Regions from separate parts of the Mus musculus genome. Here all the other regions are linked to region 2. The links are chromatin contacts, called in public HiChIP or PLAC-seq and promoter capture Hi-C maps. All regions are on one chromosome and are shown on one strand. Each heading gives the region's core, a stretch centred on a gene start, on an enhancer-like site or on the middle of the called end of the contact. The rest is flanking DNA. Distances are from core to core; before and after follow the strand shown.

The links. Promoter capture Hi-C pulls out the DNA fragments that hold promoters and counts their contacts. HiChIP or PLAC-seq counts read pairs in DNA pulled down with a chosen protein or histone mark. Capture Hi-C pulls out chosen DNA fragments and counts their contacts.
Region 1: a contact with region 2 is called in an H3K27ac HiChIP or PLAC-seq map of embryonic stem cells, with 10 read pairs. The contact joins the enhancer-like site here to the promoter of Slc7a3 in region 2. A contact is called at or near these places in 10 of 39 promoter capture datasets (the 3T3-L1 cell line, the C10 cell line, the HPC-7 cell line and 7 more), 6 of 115 datasets of contacts at active chromatin or transcription factors (all in embryonic stem cells) and 1 of 9 other capture datasets (adipose tissue).
Region 3: an H3K4me3 HiChIP or PLAC-seq map of stem cell-derived neural progenitor cells shows a contact between it and region 2, with 5 times the contacts expected there. The contact joins the promoter of Dlg3 here to the promoter of Slc7a3 in region 2. A contact is called at or near these places in 12 of 39 promoter capture datasets (the 3T3-L1 cell line, 3T3-L1-derived adipocytes, the C10 cell line and 6 more), 4 of 484 Hi-C or Micro-C datasets (all in embryonic stem cells), 7 of 115 datasets of contacts at active chromatin or transcription factors (embryonic forebrain, embryonic stem cells, large pre-B cells and 1 more) and 4 of 9 other capture datasets (adipose tissue, embryonic stem cells, liver and 1 more).
Region 4: a contact with region 2 is called in a promoter capture Hi-C map of embryonic stem cells, with 4 times the contacts expected there. The contact joins the promoter of Nono here to the promoter of Slc7a3 in region 2. A contact is called at or near these places in 5 of 39 promoter capture datasets (cranial neural crest, embryonic stem cells and stem cell-derived epiblast-like cells), 2 of 484 Hi-C or Micro-C datasets (both in embryonic stem cells) and 4 of 115 datasets of contacts at active chromatin or transcription factors (all in embryonic stem cells).
Region 5: a contact with region 2 is called in a promoter capture Hi-C map of pancreatic islet. The contact joins the promoter of Gdpd2 here to the promoter of Slc7a3 in region 2. A contact is called at or near these places in 3 of 39 promoter capture datasets (the C10 cell line, embryonic stem cells and liver), 1 of 115 datasets of contacts at active chromatin or transcription factors (embryonic stem cells) and 3 of 9 other capture datasets (adipose tissue, embryonic stem cells and pancreatic islet).

What each region holds. Positions count from the first base shown.
Region 1 is chrX:101,478,223-101,483,093 of GRCm38.p6, reverse strand. It overlaps the pseudogene Gm14843. Among named protein-coding and RNA genes, the nearest start is that of Itgb1bp2, 32 kb to the right of the region's middle. Within about 2 kb of position 1,268, at least 10 of the 459 cell types and tissues checked have an H3K27ac peak or open chromatin away from gene starts, as enhancers often do. A contact at or near this core is called in embryonic stem cells, where this site is marked.
Region 2 is chrX:101,083,767-101,089,188 of GRCm38.p6, reverse strand. It overlaps Slc7a3 (solute carrier family 7 (cationic amino acid transporter, y+ system), member 3), which reads left to right and starts at 3,784. Exons shown (of 12, transcript NM_001301840.1): 1 at 3,784-3,917; 2 at 4,915-5,318. The coding sequence starts at 4,949.
Region 3 is chrX:100,765,966-100,771,297 of GRCm38.p6, reverse strand. Dlg3 (discs large MAGUK scaffold protein 3) reads right to left here and starts at 3,576. Exons shown (of 21, transcript NM_016747.4): 1 at 2,870-3,576. The coding sequence starts at 3,226.
Region 4 is chrX:101,427,852-101,432,537 of GRCm38.p6, reverse strand. It overlaps Nono (non-POU-domain-containing, octamer binding protein), which reads right to left and starts at 2,887. Exons shown (of 12, transcript NM_023144.2): 1 at 2,776-2,887; 2 at 1,986-2,045.
Region 5 is chrX:100,727,710-100,733,053 of GRCm38.p6, reverse strand. It overlaps Gdpd2 (glycerophosphodiester phosphodiesterase domain containing 2), which reads right to left and starts at 3,207. Exons shown (of 16, transcript NM_023608.4): 1 at 2,859-3,207; 2 at 869-982; 3 at 555-658; 4 at 167-260. The coding sequence starts at 973. It overlaps Gm52438 (a long non-coding RNA gene), which reads left to right and starts at 3,886. Exons shown (of 3, transcript XR_003953096.1): 1 at 3,886-4,297.

The sequences.
Region 1 (4,871 bases), core at 19-2,518, 400 kb before region 2:
TGTGAGCCACCATATGATGGCTGGGATTTGAACTCAGAACCTCTGGAAGAACAGTCAGTGCTTTTAACTGCTGAGCCATTCTCCAGCCCCCATTTTTAATGTTTTAAAACAAAAAAATTCTCACATTCATTTAGTGTGTGTGTATGTATGTATGTATGTATGTATGTATGTGTGTGTGCACACACATATGTCTACATTTGTGTTTCCACATACAGTGCACATGTTGAAGTCAGAGGGTAACATGTAGATTCTGTGTATCAAACACAGGTACTCAGACTTGGCAGGAAATGAACCAATATCCACTGAACCATCTCCCTGGCTCTGTTTTTATATGTTAGCATTACTTTGTTTTGTTTTTGAGACACGGTCTTACTATGTAGCTGTGGCTGACTAGAAACACAAAGCAATATTCCTGCCTCAGCCTCCCAAGTGCTAGGATTATAGTGTACAACCCTATGGTCACCTAGCTCAAATCCAGGCTCTGTATATACAAAAGTCTGTGTATATGTATGTTTGGTGGTATATGTTTACATAGGTTTGTGTATAGGATACACATACATGTGGAAGTTTTCCCCTATTGCCTTACACCTTTTCTTTGAGACAGGATTTCTCACTGAACCTGAAGCTCACTGATTGAACTAAACTGTCTGGCCAGTGAGCGAGCCCCAGGGATACAGAGATCTGTAACTCCAGCCTAGCAATGGGGCTCCAGATATATGGTGCTATCGCCAGCTTTACGCAGGTACATTTGACCCAGAGAACCATCTCCCTAGATCACAGATCCAGTTTCTTTTCTTTTCTTTTTTTCTTTTGAGACAGGTTCTCTTTGCATAGCCCTGGCTGTCCCAGAACTAGCTCTATAGACAAGGTTGGACTCAAATCCATAGAGATCCACCTGCCTCTGTCTCCCAAGTGCAGGAATTAAAGGGGTGTGCCATCATTGCCTGGCTGGATCCAGTTTCTTTTTTAAAGTGTGAATGCATTTCTATTACTGGCAGTGAAAATTACAAAAGCCAGGGGATCTGCTAGCCTCTTCTGGCTTACATGGGAACTTCAGGCACATAGGGCAGATACAGAGATGCAGGTATACATACATACACATGTAATATATATTAAAAAGATGCCTCATCATAGATTGAAAGGTAGTGTATAATGCCAAGTTCTGCTTGGTCATACGTAAGGGACTGCATTGCATGACTTGGTTCCTGTCCCTGGAACAGAGCAGCAGGACCCAGAACGATCCAGACCAGACAGGCAGATTCCTGAGTTCAAGGTCAGCCTAGGTCGAGGCGTGGTTGGAATGGTAATTCCAGGGCTAGGTCCCACTGAGCTCTCTAATTGTCTGTGTTTCGGTTGCTGTCTCTTCTTAACAATCAAGGGGCTAAGGTCATGGAATGCTGATTCCTGGGATGGTCAAGAGGGAACCTGGAATAAATAACCGGATTGATATGTATTTGAAAACTGGGCTTTTAGTCTGTGTTGGGATGAGCTAGCAGAAAGTGACGGCAGTTCCTGTTTAGAATTTGTTTCTGTAGAAAGCTGAGGTATCTGGGAAGCTCTGCAAACACGGTTCTTCACTATTTTTTTTTATAACAGAATGTCTGATTTTGGTCAGAAAAATCCATGGACAGCAAGCACAGCTCTTTTAGAATTTTTCAAAGCTCTTTTAGAATTTTTTTCTAATAGGATTTCTGACCTCAAATTCCAAGAATTACTTAGAGAGCTCTTTCAGAAGGTTTGCTAGCAGCTATCCAGAGAAGGCTGTCTGAAGACTGAACACAGATCTTTTAGAATGTTTTCTGGCTTTCTGATTTTGATTGGAAAACCCAAGAATTATGTTTAGAATTTTTCTAACAGGATTTCTTAATTGGTCCGAAGATTCAATTTTTTTTTCCTTTTTTGGTTTTTCGAGACAGGGTTTCTCTGTATAGCCCTGGCTGTCCTGGAACTCACTTTGTAGACCAGGCTGGCTTCAAACTCAGAAATCTGCCTGCCTCTGCCTCCCAAGTGCTGGGATTAAAGGTGAGCATCACCTCCACCTGGCAAAAGCCTGCTTTCTTATAGAACCCAGGACCACCAACCTAGGGATGGCACTACCCACAATAGGTTGGGCTATCTCCCATGGATAACTAATTGAAAAACCACCTTACAGTTGGATCTCATGGAGACATTTCCTCAACTGAGGCTCCTTCCTCTCTAACTTGTATCAAGTTGATAGAAAACTATCCAGTATACCCTGTCTCAAAAACATGTTGTTATAAAACCCACCCTAATAATAATACAGGGTCCAAAGGAACCGCAAGTAGACAACATACTACTAAAACAATAAAAACCAAAGAATGTTCAGAGGACTTACTTATGGATTTCAAAACTCACTGCAAAGCTTGAGTAATGAAAACTGTGGTCCTGATGCTGGGGATGTAGCACCTGTCAGTGATACAGTGTTTTGCATGTGACAAATCCATGCTACTAAAGCACTCCATCACTGTGCTACACTCTCAGGCCTCCTAACCATTTGAAAATGTACAGTACACTATTGTTTACTATATTCAACACACAATATATATCTCAAAGAAAATTAAACATATTCATTCTACTTCAGACCATTGCCTATCATCTCCCCACTTTCTCTATGCCTCGCAGAATCCACTTATCACCATTCTGCTCTCTGCTTCATCAAATTTAACTATAATTGAGAAAATCCAGTAATTGCAGCACTACTCACAATAGCCAAATTGTAGAGCTCAGCCTAAGCACACATGCACAGATGAATGGATAAGGGAAAAGGTAATATGTGTGCACAGAATGAAACCCTATTTAGGTTTGAAATAAGAACCTCTGGGGGCCAGTGAGATGGTTTAGGTGGTAAATGTCTTTGCTGACAATTCAGACAACCAAGTTCAGTCCGTCAGACCCACATGGCTGCAAGTGAGAGCCAACTTCTGCAAATTGTCCTCTGACCTCCACATGCATACTGTGGCACACATATGGTGTGTGTGCACACACACAAAATACATATGATAAAAATTAAATTTTGTCATTTGGAACAACAAAGGTGGCATTAGGGAACATGAATCAACCTTGAAACAGGCTAAGTGAATGAAGTCAGATACAAAGGAGTCCACTTAGAATAGGCAATGTCACATAAGAAGCTGCACTTTGTGGCACTGACTCCAACTTACTAAAACAGTACACTGCCCGAGAAAAACACTGTTTTATCAAAAGAGGAATTTAGGTTGTGTGTGGCACACTTTAATCGTAGCACTCAGAAGGCAGATGTAGGGAGATCTCTGTGAGTGGAGAGGAGTGGGGGAAGACATACAGAGACGAGACAGAAACAGGGGGGCAGGAGAGAAATATTCAGGAAACATTTCAATCTATAAAGGTCATCCTTAGAATTTTCCTAAGGATTTTTTTTTTTTTTTTTTTTTTTGCTTTTGAGTGTTGATTTATTCCTAAAGATCTGCATTTGGAGACAGGAAACTGTCTATCCACATATGTTTGAAAACTCCATCCATGGGAAGGAGCCCGGCATCAGTTTCTGGTGGGTGGGACATTCTTGTGGAGGCCCTGTAAGGCCAGGTCTGTCCACTTAATCTTCTGTTCTTTCACAGACTCTGTGGTGCCGCCGTTGTCTTGCTCGGGCTCAGTGAAATGGTGACATCCTCTTACGGCAGCTTATTTTCCCGCCAAGCATCATTAATCAGGTCCAAGATCCTTCCATCTTACTGTACCTCACTGTCCATCCTCCTGCAGCTTTGATCTTGTCAGGCCCACTGCCCACACGTCAGCTTCCTCCCGGCCCCGCCCTTCCTCAGGGTCACGTCGGATTTTTTTTTTAAGTAAACAATATGCTTAAGCATAAAGAAGAAACAAAACTGGACAGAGGTCATGAATGGCATATATACTCACACAGGAATGAAGTATGCATGGCTCTTCTCTGAGACAGGATTGCTCAATTATGTAGCTCTGGCTGTCCTAGAACTCACCATGCAGACCAGGCTGGCCTTGAATTCACAGAGAATGTGACACTGCCTGTCTCTACCTCCTGAGTGCTGGAATTAAAGGTGTGTGCCACCAAGCCCAGTCAGCAGTTTTTAAAAAGCCAGTCTCTCTGTTGACCTAGAGGTCACTATGTAGACCAAGCAGACCTCAAACTCATCAAGATCCATCCACGTCTGCCTGGCAACTGCTGGGATTAAAAATATGAGTATCACCATGTCTGGCATATAGGATTTTTTGCCCTGGCTGTCCTGGAACTCACTCTGTAGACCAGGCTGGCCTCGAACTCAGAAATCTGCCTGCCTCTGCCTCCCGAGTGCTGGGATCAAAGGCGTGCGCCACCACGCCCGGCTGCATATAGGATTTTAAATAGGTGAAATGCAGGGAGCAGAGCAAACTCGAGGGTGTGAAGTCCTGAGTGGATGTGTGTTGTTGACATGAACTGGCCATGTCAAGGACTCTAGTCTCCAACAAATGGCCACGCCTTCCTCCTGGGTGAGACTCAGCAGGATGACAAAGTTTACCTCTTGCTTGAGCTCAATTTTTTTTCTTTTTTGTATAGCTCTGGCTGTCCTGGATCTCACTTTGTAGACCAGGCTGGCCTTGAACTCAGAAATCTGCCTGCCTCTGCCTCCAGAGTGCTGGGATCAAAGGCTTGCGCTATCACGCCCGGCTTGAGCGCAAATGTTGATACTGTGTGCAGAAAAGCCTGCTGAAGCGCTCTCCTCCTGGATATGTATGGCCTGAAGGCTGCTCCCCTACAGAAAGTGCTCCTAACCCAATATTAGCTAAACCTGTCTCCTTGGTCAGCTGCATGCAATAGTCTGCTTCCCTGTTCAACTGTGTTATGGTTTGTATATGCTCAGTCC
Region 2 (5,422 bases), core at 2,535-5,034:
CGATTGATGGTGAAAGGACAAATAAACCCCATTTGTCTCCATTTAAGGACCAGGCCAGATTTCAAGAATGACTGTAAGGCAGCAGCTCCAGGAATAGACCGTAAGTCCCAGAAACTAGGCCATAAGATACTAGCTCTAGGAACTGACATAAAATCCAGAATGAAATCATAACCAATCCCCCCACCCCCCAAAAAAAAGAACAGCCTGGGGATACCCACAAAAATTGGGAAATATCTCAGAATGGGCTGTGTTGGAAAGCTGTATTTCATCGCATGGTTGAATGTTTGTGACATAGGAATACAGACCACCGACCATCTGTGACCCCCTAGCACCCACCAATGAAAATTTCAATTATCTATCCTTCTAGATAGTTCCCCTGGTTCACTATAAGAAGGCCTGCATGCCTTTGTCTGGGGTTGCCATTTCAAAGAATGGTTGATCCCCACATGCTGGTTGCTTCTGCAGAATAAATGCTCTTTGTTTTTGCATAATGAGTCTGGGGTCTTCTTTCAGCAATTTTTGGACCCTTACAATGCATAATTCTTTGACTATAGTTAAACCCTACTGAGTTGTATTCTTTAAAAGGGTGATTTTTTTTCCCAAGTCTGAACACGGTAAAACAGGCAGGAGGAGTTCAAGATTATCCTGAACTACATAGAGAATTCTAGACTAGCCTGGGCTATGCAAAACCCTGTCGCAATAAAACAAAAATAAAATAAAAATAAAAGCATGGATTTTGATGGTCACAGTGGTGCACACTTGTAATCTTGATACTTGGAAGATGGAGGCAGGATGATCAAGAGTTATATACAGTTTGGGTTACATGAGACTGTCTCAAAGAAGGATGAACTTCGACATACACATTCTCCCTATAATTTCATCATTTGCAATAAGTTATACACATTTATTATTATTATTATTCAGTCCAAATTCCAGGTACCCAGTTCCTAAAGTCCTTGGAATGTCAGAAATGATAAGTATCTTTTTGTATGCTAATGATGACAGTTGGCTGGGGTTCCAGGATAGCTTCCAGATGGGGGGTTGGTTGCCAGGGGAACCAACTTGTGATTTAAAGGGTTTCAGAAATTATTTGTTTACCGTCTAGTGCATTTAAGATACTTCATAAGCCTGGAGGGGGACATCTATTATTAACAAGCATTATTTTCCAGTGCTTCCAAACATTGCACTTGCTAGATCTTTACACTCCCCTGACCTCATGCATCTTTGGAGGCCTACAGCTCCGCTATCCCTCCTCATTCCTCAAGGCTCTGCTTCAGCCCTTGCAATTCTTTCTCCCAAATGCCTTACAAATGAAGCCTCCCTTAGTCATCCCAGTCTGTACTACTTGTCTGACTATCTATCAGTTTGCCAATGAATCTCATGACCTAAGCAGTCACTGAGTTTAAGCAGCTGAACTGTTGTTGTAGACACTAATATATATTACTTTGAATCTGGGTCAGATTTTCATTGACTATCCCACTGTGCCAGATAGGAAGACCTGACTTCATACTGCTACTTAAGCAGCCCACCAACCCTTTGAAACACACTTATTATATCTACAAATGATAGGTGATTTATGCAAGGCCACAGTGGCTGGCTGAGCTGGGAATTTGACCTAGTTGTAATTTCATATACTGCACCCTTGGAGGAACCTCCCTCTCCCCACTCTGACACACGTGCCAGCCCCAAAGGCTTACCGGAGAGCCCTGGCAAGCCCAGAGAGAGAAGATTCTCAGATCCGGTTCAGTGAGGCTGACTTCAGTCGAGTTGGGTTGGGTGTGCTTCAATGCCGCAGCTCAGGGTCCTTGCAAGCCAAGTGCCCCTTATATTCAGCGGGAGGAGAAGCCAGTAACGTCATAGGATCCCAGCCCCAAGCCCTCTCCCTACACATGACACACAACAAAATATACATACTGAAGAGTTGAAAATCACTAGCAACCTGTTAGGTTCATAAACACTTGGGTCATAAACACTTGGTCCTTGAGCCTCAGCCAATCCCGGAAGATACCTTACCTTTCCTGGATCAATCATAATGTTCCAACGACCCGTGTGGAATGTCTCAAAGCCCCAGGAGCGTTGCCTAAGGAGCCTCTAATTGTGCTGTGGAGGTTTTCTTTCTCAGATTAGACCATTAAAGACTAGGAGTAAATGTGTTTGCTCCCACCCCCACCTCTGAGGCATTGAATTCAGCACTCAACCACTAAGCCAGATCTCCATCGGTCCCAAGGATTTTACTCGTGTTTCTTTGGTAGACGTAGCTTTATAGCAGCTCTTTAACAAGTGCATTCTTTTCTTAAGTTTCTACAATCTTCTGCGGTTTCCTAGGAATTCCTAGCCTAAAAAGGACCTACTTCATGCATGAGCTTCACACTTCCTCTTTCTTGTGCATTTGAATGAAGTATAGTACCTATGGGAGGCCAGACCTTAAAACAACAGGCCAGGTTTTATCAGAATGAATGGTGACTCAATGCTAAGTCTGATGCTCCAAACTTCAGCTTAGTCATCAGCAAAATGGAATTAAAAGGGTGGGGCTGCAGCTCATTGGTATAATCTTGGCACTGGGGAGACCTACAGGATTGATCCCCATCACTATCAATTTTAAAAAGTTTCGCTCCTTCAATATTTAAATATTCATAATTTCATATTTAATATTAATAGGCAGGTGGAGAGATGCTACAAATACATTGTGGCCTAGGAATCTACTCGGGGTTAATGATCGGTGTACAGGTGGTTTGAAACTGTCTTCCATTTTCTTGCTGTCTGTATTAGAGAGTGAGAGCAGAGGCAGCAGTCGGGGCTGTTGATAGTCTTGCAAGGTCCTGAAGGATTTCATGCAGACAAACGTGCTCAGGGAGAAGACACAGTGAGATGGAGACTTGGTGCTATTTGCCCCTCCAGCCTTCACACAAACCCAATTCTCTTTATTCACTCCCCTCCCCAGTGCTGCGAATGTTTGCTGATTCTGACTAATCTTGCATAAAGGTAGAAAATACCCATGGGATCTGTGGTCAGGAAGCTTTTAATTGTCTTTTGACCACCAGAGAGGCAAATGGTTAAAGGCTATCCCTCTTTTCTCACTCCCGGCCATGCCCTGCTTGTTTTTTTTGGTTGGGAAGCAGTCTCAGGCCAAAAGCGACCAATGTTGCAAAGCCATGTGACTGGTGACTGACGGTGTGCGTGTGCGTGTGTGTGCGTGTGTGTGTGCCCGCGTGTACACAAGCGAGTGTGTTGGTATTGAAAGACCCCCGAAGGGAGACCCTCACTCAAGTCTCGGGAACGTCGCGCACCCAGTGGGACACAGAGACCGGACTTTGTGATCACACGAGGAATTTTTATTGAAAGCGAGACAGAACGAGAGCTCAGGCCAGCATGCTGGGGTCGAGACTCATACACCAAGCAAGGAGTAGAGGAGTTTCGACCCCGGCCTGAAATTTTACAGAGCTTATAAAGGCAAAAACCACAAACCAGGGGGAGGAAAAGGGGAAATTTTAAAACCATAAATTTTCTTAACAGCTAGGTGATGTGCTACCTTAGGCAACGCTCCTGGGGCTTTGAGACATTCCACACGGGTCGTTGGAACATTATGATTGATCCAGGAAAGGTAAGGTATCTTCCGGGATTGGCTGAGGCTCAAGGACCAAGTGTTTATGACCCAAGTGTTTATGAACCTAACAGGTTGCTAGTGATTTTCAACTCTTCAGTATGTATATTGTGTTGTGTGTCATGTGTAGGGAGAGGGCTTAGGGCTGGGATCCCATGACGTTACTGGCTCCTCCTCCCGGTGAATATAAGGGGCGCTTGGCTTGCAAGGACCCTGAGCTGCGGCATTGAAGCACACCCAACCCAACTCGACTGAAGTCAGCCTCACTGAACCGGATCTGAGAATCTTCTCTCTCTGGGCTTGCCAGGGCTCTCCGGTAAGCCTTTGGGGCTGGCACGTGTGTCAGAGTGGGGAGAGGGAGGCTCCTCTTTTACCTAGGCTTTTCAGGCAACCAGGGCTTGCAATTGCATCAGCGCAACTGTGACCTGTTGCTGGTAAGACCCTAGCCCAGGAGCCAGGGCTCCCTAGCTCCAGCGCATTTCCAGATTGTTTTTCTTCATGGAGCCATAAAAATCTAGATGCTGAGTCTAGGGCCACCGGGCGGGACCCCTAATCGGCCGAGAGGGAAGTGCTAGCGATCTCGGGCTGGTTTTGCCCCCCACCCCCCAGGCGCATCTCCCAATTTCAGAGACCGAAGCCCCGCCTCACTGCTGGTGCTCACTGGTCATCGTAGCCTAGCCGGAGGAGGTGGGGAACATTTGCTTTCTCCGAGGGCAAAGAAGGCTCAGGTGGATCGCCGGGGCTTGGTGAGAAGGGATAAGATTGAGGTCAGTCCCCTCTTCCAGGCGTAGCCACGTCTCTGAAGCTCTCTGGGCGCTCACTAAAAGGGATGTGGGTAATGGGTGTAAAAAAAAAAGGGTTCTTTCAGAGTTGCCCCGAGTTGAGTTCCGCTTGATTCACCAGGAGCCATAGGCCGGGGAAACAGAAATGTTAGGTTTCAAGGCTGCTGGGCTGGGCTCTAGGGTAAATCCCATAGGTTCTTGGGCAGGAAAAGAAGAAACCTAATGTCCTAGCACTTACTAAAGGCCAACCACTGTGCTATACAGAGCTTTCTCTAGCCTTTTCTGAAATGGGTCCTTCCACCTGCCTGGGAGACACTGTAATCCCCACTTGCATTATTATTGTAATTCCTACTTGCATATGAAGAAATGGTAATTAGAGGTGGAAGTGGCTTGCTTTCTCCTCTTCTGCCCAACCCCCTTTGTCCCTGTAACTCATTCACCTGGTGGAGGGAGTGGGTTTTGTAATTCACTTTTGGAGCTTGTGGGGGACAATGAGACCCATTGAAGGGCTTTTGTCTTGTTTTTCACCAGAACCTAGCTAGCATCCTCTTCAATTCCAACTAGAATGCTGTGGCAGGCACTTCGAAGATTTGGTCAAAAGCTGGTGCGGAGACGTGTGTTGGAGCTGGGTATGGGTGAGACCCGCCTTGCCAGATGCCTGAGCACCCTCGACTTAGTGGCTCTGGGTGTGGGCAGCACATTAGGTGCAGGTGTGTATGTCCTGGCTGGAGAGGTGGCCAAAGATAAAGCAGGACCATCCATTGTGATCTGCTTTTTGGTGGCTGCTCTGTCCTCTGTGTTGGCTGGACTGTGTTATGCTGAATTTGGTGCCCGGGTCCCCGGCTCTGGTTCTGCATATCTCTACAGTTATGTCACCGTAGGTGAACTCTGGGCCTTCACCACCGGCTGGAATCTCATTCTCTCCTACGTCATTGGTGAGATAGATGCTTGGGGTAGGATGGGAGGGATGGATGATTACACAAATAGCAGAGGGATTATGGATCCAGAAATCCGAGTGCAATTTCAGTGAAGTCTAAAT
Region 3 (5,332 bases), core at 2,327-4,826, 320 kb after region 2:
ATGGCAGAGATGGAGCATGGTGGGCAAACTGTACCACACCCAACATCCATAGGAAGCCTGGTGAGGGAACCTCTCCATTTCTGAACAACAGTTCCCCCTGACTTTGGGATCATAGAGTCCCACAATGTCAGATATAGAAAGACAACATATACCACTTTCACATGACAATTGAGGACACTAAGGCCCAGAGTGGTTGTGGGGTGTGCCAAAAGCACACTGGGAGTTAGGATATAGAACTTGTATCTCCAGGTACTCTTTGGACTATAGGAGGTTTCAAGGCCAGTGGTAATTTGGCTGATCATCCCTTCTCCATGTTATTTCCATCAGAGTTATTTCCCGGAAGTCCTATTTTTACACGTCCTTCAAAGGTCCCAGAAATACAAGTTCTCAAATGGACAGGAGTGAAAATCCTAATCCAAATTTTTTTCCAAAGCAACTTTTGATTTGAACCCTTTCTGTGCTCCAGAAGAAAGGGTCAGGGTGGGAACTGGCCAGGAGTCTGAGGACAAATCAGGGTTAGGACAGGACTGGGGTAGACAAAATTTCCCATGACGGGGAACCTGATGACCCATAGACAGTAGGATCAGAATTTGTGATCTTAAGCACACAGTAGCCATGGCAAGACAGGCTAGTAAGGGGTTCAAAAAAAAAAAAAAACACAGGTTGTTTTCAGCAACAAATAGACATTGCCTTCCAGACAGGACATACTTGTGGCCTTTGTTCAAGTGGAAATCTGATTCTGCACAGACAAGTACACCTGCTTCCTCATTCCCACAATCATTTTCAAGACTAAAGGAAGCCCCTTGTCTCCCTCACCAAGTGTCCCAGCACTGATCCACATTTCTCTGGCTGTGTTACACCCTTCTGAAGTTGTGGCCCCAGAAGAGAGCACACAGGGTGAGTGTTCTTCTAACATAGTCTGCTCTGCCTCCCCCTTCCCACCTTCATCCTCTGCAGCACTGGCTTCAAGAGTGCTGACTAGCCTCCCCTCTCTCTCCCCCTTCATGTTCTGTGGTCTTAAGGAGTCAGTGGGGAGGGCTCCAGCTGCAGCCTCACCCTGGTCCCAGGAAGAAAAATCACTGCTTCATCAGAGACCCCCCCCCCCGCAACTAACACAGCCAACTGAAGTGCCATACAACCGTTACAGAGCAAAAGAGAGCCCATGCAGGTACACTCTCTCGTGTACCTAGTGTACCATGTGTGTTCCACATGTGATAAGCCATGCCCACCTAGTTTGGGTGGCACCTGGAGGTTTCAGCTCCCAGTAGTCCACCCTCTAGCTCTGGTCCCACTTCCACTCAGGGACCTTGCCTCTAGGGTCAGGAGCCATCCAAAGATCACCCAACAGGCCCGGCCCTGGAATTGGCACCTATTTCTCACTAGGCAGGCCAAGCATGAGCGTGTGCTTATAAGGGAGGGGCAAAAAAGAGGGGACTCACTGGAGAGGGCAAGGAACCAAGGCTAGGGACATAGGAAGAGGTGTAGACAGACAGACATACAGAATGGATAATTCTGATCTCCAAGAAGCCCCCTCTTTTGCTTCTAGGTAAAAGCACATCCTATTCTCCGAAGAGGACAGGGGTGACCAGATGGTCACCAGCTTGGGACAGTCAGCACCTTCCATAGAGAGCAAAGCCTCTCCTCCTCTCTTTCCACCCTGGGGGTTGCAGAACTGAAGAACTAGACAGGCCCTCCGCCATGCGTGCCAGAGACCTGGCTCTGCTGGCCCAGCCTCCATTTTGCTGTTTCTCCCACAGACGCTCCTTCCATTTTCTAAGCTGGCAGTTCAGGCTGGGAGTGGAAGCCGGAGTTGTGCCCAGCACCCAGGGGCTCCCAAGCTGTGCCAAATCAGAGCTGGGGAGCTAAGCTCTCTCACATCTGTGGGTACCCATAAGGGCCATGTCCCACTCAGAGAAGACCCTGCATTAGGGCAGCTACCCTTTGCCTGGTTCCAGGCAATATGCCTGCTTTGGAGCAAGAAGGCTTGTTTAACACCCCCTGCCCCCCAACCCCCCGCAGCACACACTTCAGAGCAGCTTGGACAAAAGAGTCTGTCCTTCTCAGCAGCATCTCAGCCTTGCTTGGGATGTGTCTTGCCCCCCCCCCTTTTGCCTGTTAAGCGCTTCTCATCAGGGACAACACACACACACACACACACACACACACACACACACGTGTACACTCTTGAAGCCACATGCTTACACACATATACATGGAGACACCCTCGGGCGAACACAGCTATCCCTGCAGCCTCATCGACAGAGACACCTTCACATTCAGAGACACATCCTCACATATCCATGTGCACGTTCACACACAAAGGGACTGGGATGGAGAGGGACTCATGGTATGGAGAGATGACGCTCAGCCATCTGGGCACATGGGTTCTGATACATACATTCACACAAGCTCCATTGCTTTCTTCCACACACCCCAACATACATACAAACACATATGTCCCCCCCACGCAGAGCACCATGCCCCCTCCTCCCCTCCTATGGAGACACACACCACATACAACCCCCGCAGAACCTCCCGCCCCCTGCCAGACACAGAGACACTGCCACCCCCCCGCCCTGCACTGAGACAAACCCAAATCCCCCACACTAGAAAAATGTGCCCCTCCGCCATACCATCACCCCCTGATACAAACAGCTCCTCCCAATCCCCTCCAAACGGAGACCCCCTAAACAGACACACATAGAAGATGTATTTTCAACAGTCTCTCTTTGGTCAGCTGCTAAAGGCTCAGATCCATAGACTTGGAGCCCCAGCAACCTCTACTGCTCCCCAGACTTCCTAGACCCCAATCCCTAGTCCTTTGGGTTGTCCCACCAGCCTCCCCTCCTCCTCATCTGCCGGTCCTTACCTGCTCATACCAGTCCCGGTTGGTACAGGTGCACTCGGGCCACCAGCCGGGGCCACTGCCGTTGAGTTTTGGGGTGCTCTTGCCGGGGACTGGCTTAGGGGGCACTGGCCCCACATCTCGGCCTGTGGGGATGAGCTTGGCCTTGGTGCGAGGGGTGGGGGTAGCCCCTGCCTGTGAAGGCAGGGTCTGCGAGCTGTAGCCTCCATAACCGGAGCTAGCCCCATTGCCCCCACTTGGCCCATAGGGGTCCGGCACCTGCCAGTCCCCGTAGCCAGGAGGCTCAAGACGCCGCAGGGCGGCCAGGCGGGTCACCTCATAGCACTCGGGGCACTTACAGCAGTGCTGGTGCTTGTGCATGGCACTGCCCCCCGCGGCTCGGACCCCCCAGCCCACGCCAGTTTCCACGCCGCCGCCGCCGCCGCCGGGCTCCCTAGCACACTCGCACTGCTCAGACCAAGAAGGAGGGGGCACCCGTGGGGGTGCCCTGGCTGAGCGGGGCCTGGGGCCGGGCGGGCGTCCTGGGGCCTCTGCCCCCACGCTGCCCCGCACCCATGGCTCCCCCTCCAGCACTGGCGGCTCCGTGTCGCCCGTTGTGGCTTCTGGGCCGAGGCCCAGCGGCAAAGAAGAATCGGGCGCCCAGGCAAAGGCTAGGTGCGGCGAGAACCTCTTCTGCTCAGGTCCCCAGGATGGATCTGAGTGGAGTCAAGAGCATCTCTCCCTGGCTCCCTTCTCAATTGATTCCAGCCAATCAGAGCGCAGAGTCAGGCAGCGGCAGCGGCAGCAGCAGGAATGCTAAACAGCGGCTTCTTAAAGGAGCAGAAGCAGAGGCGCCCCCCCACCCCCCGGACTCAGACACATCTCCCCTATTCTGTGGAGTTACTGGCAACCCTAGTCTAGGTGGCTGAGATTTGGGCCACTAGAGAGCTGAAGAGTATGATCCTGCGATCCTGTGTTCTCGTGTTGCCAATTTCAGGCTGTCTTCTGCCCGCTCCACCCCGCCCCACTGGCAAGAGGGAGTTGCAGTGAGATGCTCAATGGGTCCCTAAGCTTGCTCTAAGCTAGGGCCATCAGAAGTAAAGGCAGCAATAGAACCGATCAAAGGGGCATCTGGACAGGGTGCGCGAAGTGCTGCCTCCTGCAGGGGACCAAGGAAAAGGGCAGCATCCAGGTCTGTCAGCGCATCCTCATCAGGACCATTGTTCTTTCATTTCCTAGGCCCTGTAATGAGTATCTCTCACAGTCGACCTTTCTTACATCACCAGTGAGAGACTAACCTCAGAACCGGCAACGAGAGAAAACTATTTATGCCTGCCTCCGACACTTCTGCCTCCACTCCATGGTTATGTTAGGGAAAAGAGGCTTGAAATGTTACGAGGAAAGGGAGTTCGGGTACAAGGAAGTGGTAAGAAAAGATCTAAAGTGAAAGAAGCCAATTCTTTGGTTCTGGCACAGCACCCAGGAATCCCGATTGAAGGAGGTCTCCTTGACTTCTCCTCGCTCACGCTGTTGGAAGGTGGGGAAAGGGTAATCATAAGACAGAAAGAATCTTTTTTTTTTTTTGAGACAGAGTGATCATCCTGCCTCAACTACTTGATTGGTGATATTACAGGTGCCACCCAGGCTAGCTTTTTGTTTCTGTCCTTGTTTTATCTTTAGCAGACAATGACTGAATCGTTACAAAGTCTGAGGTGCAAACAAAAGTCTCTATCAAGGCAGTACTAAAGGTACCTCCATTCTACCAATAAGAACTGTAAGCTCAGCGGTGCTAACACAACTAGGTAGCATAACTGAGAGATGAAAGTTCTTGCCATTTGACTGGAACCCATGCTCTAAACTACTCAGATAAGCACTGTGCTCTAAGTTCTGCAGATTTTAGGTCTCCGTTTCATTTAACAGACATTAATTGAGCACTTACCCGGTGTAAAGCCATCACATGGGTGTTGTGAATAGAGACTTGGGCTTAATTCAACAGATGTTCATGCCAAACACTGTTCTAGAATATAGTAATAGAACAATACGATATACAACAAACAGACCCAGTCCCTGAGAGGATGTAGACAAACGTAAGTGCAACAAAGAACAGAAAACCATATAGTTATGGTAACTAGCCATGGTTGTCAACTTCAGTAGAATTAGAATCACCTAGAAGATACGCATTGGGCATATCTGTGAGGGCATTTCAAGTGCGGATGAACAGACCTTCAGTGGGAGTGGCATCTTCCAATGGGTCACCCAGATACAGAGAGGTCTGAGTAAAATGCAGCAAGCCTATGCCTGCTTTCACTTCCTTTACAAAAATTATTTGTAGACTTGTTTCATTTTCTGTGTACTAGTGTTTTACCTGCATGTATGTATTTGAGCCATTTGCGTGCAGTTCTGGCAGAGGCCAGTAGGGCGTGTCAGATCCTCAGATATTGAAGTTACAGATAGTTGTCCCTCAGAACCAAATTTGGGTCTTCTGCA
Region 4 (4,686 bases), core at 1,638-4,137, 340 kb before region 2:
TCTTTTAAATGAGAAAACAGAAGCCCCAAACCTGCTTTACCCACCCAAGGCCACACCACTATATGGAATGGAACCCAGATCTCTTGACCTCTAAAAGTCAAAACCATCATACATCAAATGAGCCTTCAAGTTAAATTCCAGCAAACTTATTGGCTAAGACACCTAATTTGTGCACCCTGTTATGATGGAGATGATGAGGGTGAATAAACAGTTATTGAGCTTACAGAGGTGGTTAAATCTAAGGCCTACGTGAACTACTACTACAAAGCATCATTTAACTGTCACTCAGGAACGATGAAGCGTTTGCTCCAAAAAGGAAACTACCATTCCTAGTCTCAAGAAATAGGAATGTAGTAGGGCTGGAGAGTGATCAGCTCAGCGGCTAAGATCACTGATTGCTCTTCCAAAGGTCCTGAGTTCAAATCCCAGCAACCACATGGTGGCTCATAACCATCTGTAACAAAACCTGACGCCCTCTTCTGGTGTGCCTGAAGACAGCTAAAGTGTACTTACATATAATAATAAATAAATCTGTGGGCCAGAGTGAGCAGAGGGCCTGAGTTCAATTCCCAGCAACCACATGATGGCTCACAACCATCTGTACAGCTACAGTGTATTCATATACATAAAAAAATAAATAAATCTTTAAAAAAAAAGAAATAGGAATGTAAAAGCTGGACAGTGGTGGCGCACACCTTTGATCCCAGCACTTGGGAGGCAGAGGCAGGATTTCTGAGTTCAAGGCCAGTCTATAGAGCGAGTTCCAGGACAGACAGGGCTACACAGAGAAACCCTGTCTCGGGAGGAAAAAAAAAAAAGAAAAAAGAAAAGAAAGAAAAAGAAACAGGACTGTTAAACAGAATGTCATCATCAGATTCTCCCTAACTTGTCAATATAGAAAAAGTATAAACACCCAACAATTGAATCTTTCTCTTTCTTTCTTTTTTCCTTCCTTTCGACCCAATCTCGCAGCATAGCCTTAGCTGTCCTGGAACTCTGTACTCCAGGTTGGCCTTTAACTCTCAGAGGTCCATCTGCCTCTGCCACCATGTCTGACCATGGAGAACTTGTTTTCTTTCTTTCTTCCCCCCCCCCCCCACACACAGGGTTTCTCTCTTTCTCTGTGTAGCCTTGGTTGTCCTGGAACTCAGAAATCCACCTGCCTCTGCCTCCTGAGTGCATGGATAACGTGTAACAACCAAATTTATTTTATTTGTTTTTGAATAAAAATCCCCATGGTGACAGATTTCAAAATCTTTCCCTTCCATGTAGTCTTCTCCATAAGTTTCCATTTACCAAGGAAGGTTAGCACTGCCCAAAGAATCTAAATTACCACTGTATACACAGCAAGTACCAAGCATGAAAGAAATGTTCCTATGTTAAATGCAATAATATAATTTTGCAGAAATAAACTTACCAAACCCTAACTACAGAGATCAGCAGTTAGGATTTCTGTCTCCTATCACGTCCTAAGATTAACCACAATGAAAGAGACTATAGCTACTGTGTGTGATATACCTGCAGACATGTTCAGGACCATATTAATCACAGGTATCTGAAATCTAAATCAAGGTCCTCTCAATTTTAGAAGAGTCAAATTACTAAATGAAAAACTGCTAGAGAAATCCAGTGTGAACTTGCTAGGCTGATATGGTTGCCTGGTGGGCGACTGTTAAAGCTGTAGAATACAATCACGGTAAAGGCGGCTGAGTTTCTTAGGACTTTTTATTTAAAAAACAATGAAGTGGACAAACATAAATTTAAGCACTAACCCCTATTAGAACAGCCATAATTAGGGGTTATAAAAACAAAACAACAACAAAAAAAAAAACCCACACCACTCAGTCACATTTTAGTTTCAGATTCTAAAAACGGTTTAGCTTAAATAACATGAAAAGTGCCCCCCAAATTAATTTCTCATCTGTAAAATCTGTATTAGTTAAGCATCCTGCACTTTACCTGATGACCCTACCTCCTGCACCTACCTTGACTTGGATTTGAACACAGCAAAGTGTCTGCCTCGCAGTCCTCACTAACCTCGACTGCTGTTAAAAACACAAAGAAAGGTGTCAGCTTACAGTAAGACGTCCGCAAAGTGAAAAATACTCGAAAGTAATGCCACAGAAAGCAACATTTTTTTTTAATTTAGAAAAGCGATGCCTACAAATGCCTAGGAAAAGCTTAAGGAGCAAGGGGTTCGGAAAAAAGGCGCGCGCGCGCGCGCGTGCAAGGGTGGGGTGGAGGGTGTTTCATGAACTTAGCACCAAAAGCCAAGGGGTCTGAACTAGCAAACTTCCCACTTTCGTTTCAAATAACAAAACAACAACAACAAAAAATCCATAGCTCCAGGGGCCCCACAGGCCCTCTAGGAATTAATGGCCTTGAAAGGCTAGGGAGGAGCATCCGACAAAGCAAAGCGCCTCCTCCTCTAACCTCGACTTCAGGGCCTTAGTATAATAGACCCCACACCCTGTGGCCCAGGGCGTTCAAGAAGCCAACAACTTAGGGCCACTAAAATTGGGGGTGAGCAGCACAAAGAGTCTGGGCAAGGAAGCAAGAAAAGCATTGGCTAATGCCCGCGGCGGGGAGCAGGGAGCGCTCTGGCCCCCATGGGTGGGCTGCGAAGGCCTTGTGCGGAGGGGGAAAGGCCTCCCGGGCCTTCGGAACCCATAGCCCGTGTGCAAACTCGGCCTCGCCCCAACCCCTCCCTTTCCAGAGTGTCGCAGGAAGCCCCACCGCATCCCTAAGCAACCAAAGAGCCATCCCCAAACTCACCCTCTGGCCACAGTTCTTTGCTCGGAGTATGGGCGACGCTGCACGGCCTCCACCGTCCCGAGAAAAGAGCGCGCGACCGCCGGAAACGAGCCGACGGAGCTCGGTACCTCCCGAGGGGGGGGGGGGTCAATTTTGGATTCCCGATTGGCTATGTGAACTGCCAGTCAAAGTTTATCTCCCGAGAAAGTCTCATTAGTCCGCCATTTCTTAACGTTTATTGGCTACCGACTGTCAAAGCCTTGGGTTCGTGTGAACGACAGATGGGGACAAAGAGCGAGGCTTCGTAGCTTATGCGCATGCACTAGAGGCGCCGAGCACAAGACGGAAAAGGAAGGGGGAGGGGGAGCCAGCAGTGGAAGGTAGGGGGTCGGAAGGAGAGGCTCACCCGGCCCTACGGAAGGACTGAAAACCTAGCGGTGGGAGGAGGAGAGAAGAGAACTTGTGCGAGAGGAAGATCGGAGCGAAAAGGGGGGAAAATGTGCACGTAGGCGTGTGCTGAGAATTTATGCACTGCGCCTGTGCAAAATTAAGACTAACAATGTCATTGTATTCTATGTGGTAGAGCTAGCCGTTTGCTACTGAAAAAAAAAAATGTGCCCCGCCATGTTTCTTTTTTTCCACACTTCCTCAAAGCGTCTACCCTGACACCCTATACAGTTTTAGTTTCCTTTCTCAGTGCTGGGTATGTTTGGGAAGTGTAACTGAAATGGACATGATTGTAGAAACAGGCAGGAGGGCAAACGATTTTGACACTTTAAGCTCAGTGATTACCCAGAACTGTGACTAGCACCATTTCCATAGTAACCAGAGAACCCGATAGGCCAAACAGACTAAGGTTCCCATCGCAGAGAGACTCAACAGGTTGGTCGGCGGTGCCTGAACCAGTATGTTGGAGGTCTTCACATCAGACCTACTCTTTATCCCATAGGAGGCCTATCAGGTAATAATAACCTTCGTTATTCCATAATGCCTAGCTCTCCCAGGCGGTTAACCAAGGATTACAAGGTTCAATAGATAGGCACCAGTAGTTAATCCTCAGTAATTAATTCATACTCCTGATGGCAGATTATCTCAATAGGCATTACCTATACCTTGTATGGGGATACAATGATATGGAACTGTGCTGTCTAATAAGCCTCTTACAATGTTGGGAAGGTTCTGTGGCACCATTCAATACAGTAGTAGAGACTAGCTATATTCTACCCAATCCACCCCGTTTGCGTGTGCGTGTGCATCAACATATGGCTACAACTTACTATAGTGGGTATATTTATCCCAATGGTTCCCAAATTCTTTGAGATAAGATAGCACATTATTATGAAAAAAGAAAATGGGGGGGATCAAGATCAGATAATGCCCTTCAGTATGAAGTTTCAGCCCTACTACTGATCTCCTATATCCACTATCCAATTATGACAGCTGTTTACTACGTATGACTGTCACAATCAAACAGAAATGATTAAGCCTTTAACTTCTGTACTCAGGAGGCTGAAAAAGGAGCCTCCTTGCCCAGAAGGCCACCCTGGACTACACAGTGAGTAGCAAGGTATCCAGTACCTAAGACTCTGTCTCAACACAAAACAATAACAACAAAATTACACATACATGTATATGTATACATGATTTAAAAGGTGAATACTTTCTAAACCATGACCCTTTCTGTTTTCAAAAAAGATTTAATGGGGACTGGAGAGATGGCTCAGCAGTAAAGAGTGCTGACTGTTCTTCCAGAGGACTAGGGTACCTACCCCAGCTCCCATTGGTGGCTGGCTGGGACTCCAGTTTCCAGGAGATCTGACGCCCTCTTCTGGCTTCTGATGGTAATACATGCATGTAGTCCACAGACACATGGACTGTTTTAATTATTTTATGTGTGTATTTTGTCTGCATGTATGTAAGTGCATGTAGTGC
Region 5 (5,344 bases), core at 1,958-4,457, 360 kb after region 2:
GGCACTTAGAAGGCAAGTCCTCTTAGTGGGGATTTGCAGGCTGCCATCTTCTTCCCACCCAAGAATTAGCCTCTTTCCCTTAGTGGCTAGGATGAGAACAAGACAGTAGACCTGAGCAGGAATGAAGGGCTTATGTGGGAGTTAGGCCGGATGTCCCTGGACCAACCAATAGCAAGGATGCATATGTGACCAGGAGAGAGACGACCAGCAGGACTATCAGGGACCAGTCCATCCAGTGTCCCCAATGGCGGAACAGGAATCTGTAGGAGGGTAAAGGAAGATGTTCAAGGGGAGGAGGTGTCTTGGGTAGGGTAAGTTGGGAGTTGAAGTGGCTAGATCCAGGAAACCCATTAGATGGGGGTGAGGGGGAAATGTTTCTTAGAGCCACGGTCTCTAGGGATTGGTGAGTTTTCCTGGAGGAATTTTCTAAGGATGTTGATAGTGCTGGGATACGGGGGCCATGGAGAGCTGGGGATAACTTATAGTGGGGGCTGAGCCCAGGGTAGGATGTAGGTTGGTCGGTAGGTGGAGGAAGGAGGTGGTACATGACACACTCATTGAAGTTGTGCAGATCATTGAGAAGGATGAGCCCGATGTACAGCCATCCCAGGGACAGGAGGAAGGTGAGGAAGAGCAGGCCAAACCAGATACAGTCGCACTGCAAAGGAGCAGGAGAGAAGCTCTCAGCTGATCCCCATTTCATGCTGAGAGGCCCCCAGAATGGCAGCTCAGCTTCCTGCCCTGCACTGAGCTGTTCTTCCAGTATTTGAGGGAGATTTTCTTCCTGGGGGAGAGAAAATCCCTTCCTCCCAGCTGCCTATGAATCCAAGCAGCCTTCTGATTTGTCACCCCCCCATCCCTTCTCCACCTTGCTGGTTTGCATCTTCTGTTTAGGATATTTCCTCCAGTGGCAGCTGTACAGGCAGTGGAGGCAGCGGGCCCAGATGGAGCAGCAGCCGGGGGAATCTGCCATGGTTAAGGCCTGGGGGAAAAGGACATTTGACCATCAGGGACCCACATAGAGGACAGATCTCAGTCTCCCTTTCCATGTATCTGAGGAGCCTGGGGCAGGTAGATAGAAGCCTTCGATGCTGCTCAGCAGGAAGGTTGGCTGTCACAGAGCAGACCCGGAGCTCTGGAGTTCATGAGGTGACAAATTCTAAACCCAGAAAAGAGGAACCGTTTCTGGAGTTGCCCCTTATTTTTGATACCTGGGAGGTCAGTGGCCCAGCCTTTTTGTAGGCGTCATATGTGTACCCACTCTCTCCAGATCCTTCCTATTTAATGACATCCAAAGCTGGCTTTGGAGTGCTTGCCCAGAGTAACTTAGGAGAAATTGCCTCAGGGTGGGGCAAACTCAGTTCGGCAAGTTAAGGCAGATCTGCCTGAGCTTGAGGCAGCCTGGTGCTGTCTTGCACCCCAGAAAGCAGGAGTCAACCTGAAGCTGAGGTTCTCATTCTGACCCCAGGCTGAGAGAGACACAGCCAGTTGACTAGTTGCTATGGATACGGGATTGAACAAACCACAAAGCCCCTGACTAAAAGATTCTCTGTGTCCACTTCTCAGGGGTTAGGGGCACTGTAAAATAGAAGACTTGAGGGGAGCAGGCTGCCTGGATCACTGCCTTCTAAAGGAACCTCATTCCTGTCTGCACAGTCCAGAAAATCCAAGTCTCCCCCCCGCCCCCACAACCTAGCCTTATCATTTCCTTCCCAGACATCATATACAGTCACCCTCCACCCCAAATAGAAACCCAACTCCCACCTTCCCCGTCCCAGAGGCCCCACCCTCTGAGCTATCCTTAAAGTACATTAAGCACACAGGGCAAAGGTGCATGTGTGCGTGTCTGCTTGTGCGTGTCTGTAGCGGGGGGGGGGGGTGGTGGCGGCGGCAGGGGAATTGTTCTGGAGCAGGGTATTCCTGTGCCTTGTGGTTCTCAGTACGGCTGAGACTAAGCAGATCTACAAACCAGACTGGGCTTGTGAGTGTGATTCTACTTGAGAGGGTGTGCAGTTTGCAGCAGGTGAGAAGTCTACTACTGAACTACCAACGTAAGCAATAAGCAGGGTGTGACTGTGGGTCATGTATCAGCAGATGAACATGTGTGTGCACTAGTGGACTTGTGGCTCCCAGTAAAATGGGTTTCAAAATGACTATGTAAAGGAGCCTCTGGATAATCTCTCTCTCTCTCTTTCTCTGCTCTCTCTCCTCTCTCTCTCTCTCTCTCTCCCTCTCTGCTCTCCCTCTTTCTCTCCTCTCTGCTCTCTCTCTCCCTCTCTCCCTCTATGCTCTCCCTCTTTCTCTCCTCTCTGCTCTCTCTCTCTCTTCTCTCTCTCTCTCTCTCTCTCTCTCTCTCTCTCTCTCTCTCTCATCTAACTGTCCTGTACAAAGGAACGGTGTCGCTTTTTCACTCTGTGTGAGAGCTCTTGCAAGAACGCAAGGTGTGTCTGCTCTTAAAGATGCCCCCTTAATAAATTCTCCTTAGGAAAGGAGGGTCCCGTCTAGGTAGTGGAGGGGTGGGAGCTGGGTCCCTTCCCACTATACTGACTGGTCAACCCAAAGAGAGGCCCCTGCTTCTCCCCATCCCGGAACTGGGCTACAGTATCCTGCCCTGAGCACCAATCCACATCCCTTGCTTCGTCTAGGGTCATACCCGGGCACCCCAGATTTCCAGAGTCCTACCTCCCTCAAGAGTTGCCTGGAAGATGGAATCAGGATCTGGCCAGTCTGAAAGACCCGGAGCAGGGAATCTGACAGGGGTGCTGCATAGCCCCCTGGGCTCCATCCCTCCCGGCTTGAGCCGCTCTTTGCTTCCCGGCTCCCCAGCGGTAGCCCCCAGCCTTCCCGAGCCCTCACACCTTTTACACAGTGAGCAAGCAAGCCCGCAGCTCTGCCTCCCAGCTCCTCTCCGAGTTGTCTGCCTCCTCCCTCTTGCAGTCCCTGGCTCAGCCTCACTGGTCAAACAGGTGTCACTGTTGCCACCTACAGGAAGAAGTGTGGGTCCTCTTGGAAGGCCGGGAGAGGCGCTATGGCTCGAGCACAGTCATGGTGGGAAGATGAGCGAGTGAGCTAGCTGGAGAGGAGGTCGGCTTCTTTACTCTCTGGAGCTGGCAGTCAGGGGGCTTGGTGTGAGGAATTCCTTTGTGCAGCCTTCCCCATCCCTCTGTCCCTCCTCCTGTTCCCCTCCCAGTCACTGCCTGAGGGCTTTGTCCTGGCTCTAGGAGGCCAGGACTGAGGGCATAGGAGGGAGGGAAGCTGGGGGAGGTGACCACACAATTTTGCAACTTGGCAGCGAGGAGAAGGGGCCCTGCCAGTCCCCTAGAAACTCTTGAGTGGATAAGGAAGTCTAACCTCAAGCTTCCTAGGAGTACAACTTCCAATCATTAGCTTCCCTTTCCTCTTGGGCTATTTATACTTCTGCAAGTTCCATCGATGTGATGCTATTGAAGTGACTTTATGAACTCTAGGCAGTAAGATGCCCCATTTCTGGACCAGGAGTCCCTGTGGATGTATTCAATAGCCCTCACCGCACCACCCATCAGGTGCTCATTCAGGATATCAGGCTCGCTGTCTTGTTTATCAAGCACTGAATGGCTTCAGGAGTGTATAGTGTATTAGGGTACCAGGCTTTTGGAAGATGAACATGTACAAAAGAAGCAGGTGGCCTAGCAAGCTGTGGTCAGCTTAGTATAAAAAGTACAGGATTGCATGGGAGCTGTGTTGATGGACAGCTCTTGGATTGGGGCTGATGAAGTGACTTGGGGTCTGTGTGTGAGCACTATGGAGGGTGGGAAAGGATGACTCCTTACAGATAAGCTGGCTTCCCCTCCCCCTCCACACACTCAATTTTATCCAGTGAGGGAGACTGGCTCTCTTCTGCCAGGAGCTGGTTCCCTCCCTCTCAGCTTTCCCATTGTATCCAGAGGCTCTATTTGGCAATGACAGAGATTCTCTAACTCTCTCAGAATTAAAATGCAAAGAGGAGCAAGGCTGCTTGCTGGCAGGAAGCCAGGGAGGGCCAGCGGGTCACCTAGTCCTCCACTGGGAGTCATTCTTGGCAGGTTGTTTTTCAATTTCCTTTGCTTGGGTTGTGGTGGATTCTAGAGTCTTGTTTTCTTGTACGTGGGGATGGTTTGAGAGCCTTTTGGGGGTGGTGGGGTGGGGACAGCATTCGATATGCATGGATGAGCCTCAAGGCTTGCAAACTCCCAAAAGGTTTCAAATATAGCCTGTATGAGGTACTGCATGGCTGGCCCCCCTTCTGGCTTCTAACTGGAGACAAGAAATCTGGCATAAGGTAAGGAATAATCCTTGTCCCCCCCCCCCCACTTCCTTTTTAAGGGAGAAAGCAAGGGGGCAGTAGTTTTGTTCTGTAAACGGAAAAGCATTAGTAGGATTGCAGGGCACTAGAAAGAACTATATGGTAAATGTAACTGGCTTCTGTTCCCAGCTCTAATATTCACTGACATTGTAACTCTATATAACCACCTCTTTGTACCACGGTACTATCTCTGTTAGATATTTAATGTTCCCCAAGGGCTTGTGTGTTCACAGCTTGTTCCCTGGCCTGTGGTACAATTTGGGAGGTTGGGGAAAACTTTATAGCGAGGTAGGTTCTCGTGGAGTGTCTGTCTTTTGTATACTGGAGAGTATGCTCTCGAAGGCTGGTGATGGGACCCAGATCCTTCCACTATTTTCTCCCATCCTGCTCCATCGTACTTCTGTCATGATCTAATATGGGTTTCTAAGCATGGCCCAGGGCCTCCAAAACCATGAGCTAAATTAAACACATTCTCCAGTCAACTCCATCTCTCAAGTATTTGCTATTGTATGGTAAAGCAGACACTTGATTTTCTTATATGCAAAGTACAGGCTAAGGACCTTGAACATTTTTTTAAAAAGATTTGTTTACTATGTTGTACTGGCTAGTTTTGTGTCAACTTGACACAGCTGGAGTTATCACAGAGAAAGGAGCTTCAGTTGAGGAAATGCCTCCATGAGATCCATCTGTAAGGCACTTTCTCAATTAGTGATTAAGGGGGAAAGACCCCTTGTGGGTGGGACCATCTCTGGGCTGGTAGTCTTGGTTCTATAACTGAGCAGGCTGGGCAAGCCAGGGGAAGCAAGCCAGTAAGTAACATCCCTCCATGGCCTCTGCATCAGCTCCTGCTTCCTGACCTGCTTGAGTTCCAGTCCTGACTTCCTTGGTGATGAACTGCAGTATGGAAGTATAGGCCGAATAAACCCTTTCTGCCCCAACTTGCTTCTTGGTCATGATGTTTGTGCAGGAATAGAAACCCTGACTAAGACATATGTATACAGTGTTCTAACTACATATATGCCT